Linked DNA regions of Mus musculus: region 1 is linked to region 2. The links are chromatin contacts, called in public Hi-C maps. All regions are on one chromosome and are shown on one strand. Each heading gives the region's core, a stretch centred on a gene start, on an enhancer-like site or on the middle of the called end of the contact. The rest is flanking DNA. Distances are from core to core; before and after follow the strand shown.

Region 1 (2,700 bases), core at 132-2,631, 1.8 Mb before region 2:
CTCAACTTTTGCAAAGATTGTATGGAGAAGAGGAATTGGGGGGCTTCAGGAGGAGGACCTTCTGGCCTCCTCTGCTTTCACTACTGGGCCTTTCTTGCAGCAGAGTGCCTCAAGGCAGCCCAAGCGCTCCTGCCTGGAGGATGGCCGGCCAGTGTTATCAGGATGTTGATCTTGGATTAAAGGAATTACTTCTAGGCAGCCAGCCCAGTTTGGGAAGACTGTGTAGGGAAGGTGGCCTGACTTTCTAAATGTGATTGCCGCCAGCTACTTACCCAGCAGGCCTTATAGGGCCAGGTCCTGACGGGTCTCCAGCTGGAGTCAACTATCACCTCTGGCCTCAGGGAGCGCTTATCTTGTGTGTACACTGGAATGTGATCAGGGCACTGTCGTTAAATGGCTCTGTGGTCTGGAGGAGGTCATTCTGTGTTGGTGCTCTGCCCATTGCTCCAAAGTCAGAACTAGAGAGTCCCCCGAGATAAGCCTGCCCTTCCCCTGCATATAACACATTGAGGAAAACGATTCCCCGCTGTGACTTCATCTTAGAGCTAAACTCTCCTGCAGACACATGGCCCACACTGTTGGAGGATACCTGCTCCACAGTAAATCCATTACTAGGAAATCAGGCTTATGTTCTAACAGTCTTATACATACTCTCAATTGTTCATTTAACACTTTGTTTTGGACATAAATTGAGGAAGCTTAATTGCACGAAGTTTGGAAATGGACGGTAGAGATTATAAACTTCCAGTGGGAGCTGACCAAACAGAAGCAGGGATGGGTCTGTGCCTCATCCTCTCCCACGCCTTTGTGATAAAGTGTTTACCAAAGGAAGTAGGCTTTTGGCTAGAGCAAATCCTCTAACCGTAAGAAGGGAACTTAACAGTTTACCAAACTCTCACATGTGCCATTCCAGAGGTAACAGGCTAGCAAGACTTTTCCTGTCCTTTGAAGAAATGTGGCTTCCTCGGAACAGTGGTCCTGAAAGTGGCTATGTAGAGCAAGTCTCCGATGCTGTGGAAGGACAATGGTGGGCTTCCTGCCCTCCTGGAGACTCAGCCATGCTCAGTAGGCCAGTGTAGGCTTCAACGGTCTGCATTTCCAGTGGATATCCCTGCCCTTCTGCTGTAGATCTCTGGCCTCTCCTCTCTGCTTTGTGGGTCACGAGTGACTGTTCTTTAGGGTACTGTTTGATGATGGCCATGATGTCATAGGGCACCTTGGGAGAGCCGTTACTCCTTCCATTACATGAGTTCCGGGGATGGACTTCGGTCGCCTTCTCTCTGGCCTTTGATGGTAAAGCAAACTATCAGAACCACATGGGTGGAAACAGTGAAGTGTGAGCCCTTTCTTCTCAGGTTAGCAGTCTGTGGTTTACAGCTGCAGTCGGCTTTGCATTCTGGGTTTCTGTGCTCTGGGAGGAGGCAGTGTTGGAGCAGGGCTGGCCAGCAGGCCCCTGGCTCAGGCCACAGGAGTTCCTACTTGACTTTGCAGTGTCAGAGCCACCATAATGGAGCTCTCTTGGAAGCTTCCCGTGCTCCCTTCCTCTGGAACTGAACGCATTTGACAGGCTTTGCCGTTTCCTGAGAGGAAGAGCAGGCCCAGGGAGTGGCCTTGCCCGTGCAGGCATCCTGAAGAACCTTGCCTGCGTGGATAGCCCGAGATGAGATGTAGTTCAGCCAGCACCTCACAGGCTGGCCGTGAGTGCTGCACCTATGCCTTCATACTTTCAGCCTGTCTTCTGATTTGCTAGTGGACTTTCTTCTAAGTCCATCACCAGCAATTGCCCTTCCCCCAACAGCAGGGTCCCACTGCGGGCCAGGCTGGCCTGGAACTCGCCACGCAGCCCATGTTAACCTCAGCCTCTCAGCAGTGGAATGTTGGGATTACAGGTGTGAGTCCCTGTACTTGGCTGCCATCTATAATGGTATCAAGTTAAAGGTCCTTTAAGAAACTGCTTTTCTCTTGAAGATTTTTTTTTTAATATGGAACACCTCACAGGTTGACTTACCATTTCTTCATGGGGCCACACCAATCTTCTCTGCTGGTCTAGTGTTAGCCTATGTGCCGCCCAAGCTAGCACAAGCATTTGCTTTGTAAAGCATACTGCTCGGATGCTGAGGGCAGCAGCACCGTCCAGCTGGGCACCCATCAGTAAGTAAGAAGCACAGAAAGTGTCCAGCCCTCACAAAGGAGCTGGCTTAGAGTTCAAGTGGTTATTTTCATAAGATATGTGAAAATGCTAATTTCTATGAGCAATTTAAAGACTTAACCAATGAGAATTTATTGTTTTCCCTAGTAGTGTGGAGTAGGTGAAATCGCATCTTGTCCTCTGAGGAGCAGAAGGCCCATTATTAGCTGCCTCAGCCTCTCACTTGGGCTCAAAAAACCTTCCAGAGGAAGCATGTATTTTTCCATTAGTATGGACCACAATCCCTCGAGATTGTTTCTAGGCTCATACATGATTGTGAAACACTCAAAAGAAAACATTGGAAGCTGAAGTCTGTTAGACGTGGGATGTTGTCTGCCATCCATCTTAACTTTGTTTTGTATTATCAGACTTATCAGCTTTTATTGCTTATGGGGAAAGTTCCTTGGAAATGAGTATAATCTTTCTTAAGTTGAAGACGTGAGGCCCTTCCCATTAACCGCCATTACAGCCTTTGGGAACGTGGGTAAAACCTTTCCTGTGGTGTATGCAGC
Region 2 (2,700 bases), core at 22-2,521:
AATCTCGGTATCAAACCCTACACGTTTGGTAAACATTATTACTGGGTTACAGCCCTTTGGTCCTGTGATTTGTTTGAGAGTGTGTATTTGCTGTGTCCAGACTACTGATCCCTGTTGGGATTTACCGTGCTCTTTGTGGAGTTAACAGTGTAAAATTACAAAAGTGAATGTTAAGTGTGTACCTTGAAACTTCACATGAGTATATAAAGAATATATATATATAAAGAATTTGGTGACAGATGCACACTTCATGAGTGGAAATGTTACTGTCATCTAAAGATACTGCTAGTGTGTATTTAATGTTCTTTGGTACACGTTGTATTAAAGTTGGTTCTGAAGAAATTAGGAATACATGTAAATTTAAGGACAAAGACCTGAATTTCTAACAGCTGTAATGGGAAGAAAGGATGGTACATCCTGTAAAGGAAATGAGCCACTAAGGATCACCCACCTTTTCAGAATATTGAAAATATTAATGAAGCTGCACATACACTTGAGAAAACAAGGAGTTCTGTTTCCCTGTCTAGGGGAGAGAGGTGGCTTGATGGAAACTGCCAGTGTCAGAATAGCATGAAATTCTGTTTTCGCTAAGAAGCGATCCCGAGCAGGATCTTGCTTGTCTCAGCGATGTGATTATGCTGTAGTTGAAACTAGAATAGCTTACGCTCTAAGGGTAATGTTTGTAGGGTAAATTCAAACGCTTTACATGCCTGAGTTTTAGCTCCTACAAAATGCTGAATGAAATTCTAAAAGGGACTATCCAGATTCCAAGCCTGCTGTCGTCACACGCTGGGTTATGGTTAAGATCGCGGGGTGAGGTGACTCCCTCGTTGTTGGTTACGTGGCTAACATGACTTTCTTTCGGAGGTGGATTGCGGGTGGGTGGCGGGCGGGTAGGTTGTCATACGCCCCAGCTTGATCCCCTTTTAAAAAGCGGACTTGAAGGCGTCCTTTCCTCCTCTCCCTTAGGTGTGGCAACGAGAATCCGAGAGGTTGAGGCGGCAGGGTCCGCTGTATGGACTACATTTCCCAGAGGGCTCCAGGAGCCGCACGCGGCTGCTGTGCAATTAGCTTTCCCACACTCTTCTGCCAGTCTGCATTCTAGGTTTCCCTGGACTTCCGGATAAGGAAAGTGGGTGGCCGCGCCAGAACGTCAGTCCGAGCGCTCCCCAGTCCTCCCGCGGGATGGTGGCGGCGGCCTTGGGGCGGCCTTGCGTGTGGTTGGGGCGTTGGTTGCGCACGCGCGGCGAGGGTTGCGGGGCGGGGCCTTGTGCGGCTGAGTCTAGCTGTGAAGCTGGGTGGTGGGTGGCAATGTGGCTCCGCCGCCGGGGTTTGGGGGTGCCCTCCGCCTCTGCCTCTGAGGGCGGCACGTCCTCCCCTGCGTGGACTGAGATGGGGTCTTGGGTGCGGACGATCTGCGGGAGGCTGAAGCAGCGGCTGCGGCTGGACGTGGGGCGCGAGATTTGCCGTCAGTATCCGCTGTTCTGCTTTCTGCTGCTCTGCCTCAGCGTCGCCTCGCTGCTCCTCAACAGGTACCTGCTGTTGGCCCCGCGGCGGCCGCTCGAGAGCCCGCAGGCTGCTGGGCGGCGGGCAGGAGCGCACTCTGCACCGCGGTCTCGGGAAGGGCGGCCCAGGTTGCTCCCGGATATGCGGACGGGTGCGGGCCCGGGACCACGCAGCCTTCGTGGTTACCTGGCTCTCAACCTCTCCTTTTTGACCATTTCTCAATGACGAGCCTTTATCGTCTGTTTTACAATTACAATCTGTAATGCCACCTCAGTTCAGTAAAGGTGATCGGAGGGAGGTGGCTTCAAGGTTCTGTCGCAGCCTCTCCTCTTGGGGAAGCCTTCTCTCGCAACAGTACGCCCTCACACCGGCACACACCTTTGCAACCACAATTTCGTCTCTTTAAAATACTGGTTTTTGACCCAAAGTCAGAAAGCAGTGTAGTACCCATCGCAACTCTACAATATTCTGGTTTTTCTTTTTTTTCAAGATCTGTAGTTAAATTGACATTTTGAGGTCAGAAGTCTCCGCCCCTGAAGCTTGTTGTGTTTTATATTTCCAGAAGTAGTATGGGTGCAGTGATAGTAGAAAAGATGTGTACTTAAAAACATCGTCACATTCTTTTCTCTGTTTTGAACAAGCAGTCGCCTTTTATTTTGAAGTAATTCATTTGCAAGAATAACAGTGAGAAACATACACAAGAGATTTGACTTAGTAGTTTCACTAAGGCTATTTCCTGTGATTCTGACAACAGTTTTGTTGTTTTCCTTCATTTCTCGCTCTCTCTCTCTCTCTCTCTCTCTCTCTCTCGTTTCTGCCATCTTGGTGGCTTTGTAGAATTGGGGCTTAAGCGATAGATTAACAGATAGTAATTACTATGAATTACTGTCTTACAGAAAAAGTGCCCGGCTTGTGATGATGAGGTGCTTGATTGTAGGGCTGTGGGAGAAGTGAGTTCCTTTAACAGCAGACATTACTAGTTACTTAATACAGTTCTGTCCTCTGAAAGGTGTTTCAAGCTGGACTAGCAAAGCCGAGCAAAATGTAAACTATAGGATGTGAGTTTTGTCCTCAACTTTCTTCGATGGAAACTGACTAAAGTATAATTCTTCTCTAAGGTGCATCAGCCATGTGTTGGGGACAGATTGAACTAGCAATTCTGAGGTCACCAAAGTAGGAAGTCATAGAATGTAA

Evidence for each region. A called contact is a pair of places that touch in the nucleus more often than the background predicts.
Region 1: a contact with region 2 is called in a Hi-C map of regulatory T cells, with 6 times the contacts expected there. The contact joins the enhancer-like site here to the promoter of Snx14 in region 2. A contact is called at or near these places in 2 of 39 promoter capture datasets (erythroid cells and pre-B cells) and 1 of 484 Hi-C or Micro-C datasets (regulatory T cells).

What each region holds. Positions count from the first base shown.
Region 1 is chr9:90,258,387-90,261,086 of GRCm38.p6, reverse strand. All of the region lies in intron 1 of Tbc1d2b (TBC1 domain family, member 2B), which reads left to right. Among named protein-coding and RNA genes, the nearest start is that of Tbc1d2b, 11 kb to the left of the region's middle. Within about 2 kb of position 1,381, at least 106 of the 459 cell types and tissues checked have an H3K27ac peak or open chromatin away from gene starts, as enhancers often do. A contact at or near this core is called in regulatory T cells, where this site is marked.
Region 2 is chr9:88,437,500-88,440,199 of GRCm38.p6, reverse strand. It overlaps Snx14 (sorting nexin 14), which reads left to right and starts at 1,271. Exons shown (of 29, transcript NM_001359958.2): 1 at 1,271-1,532. The coding sequence starts at 1,393.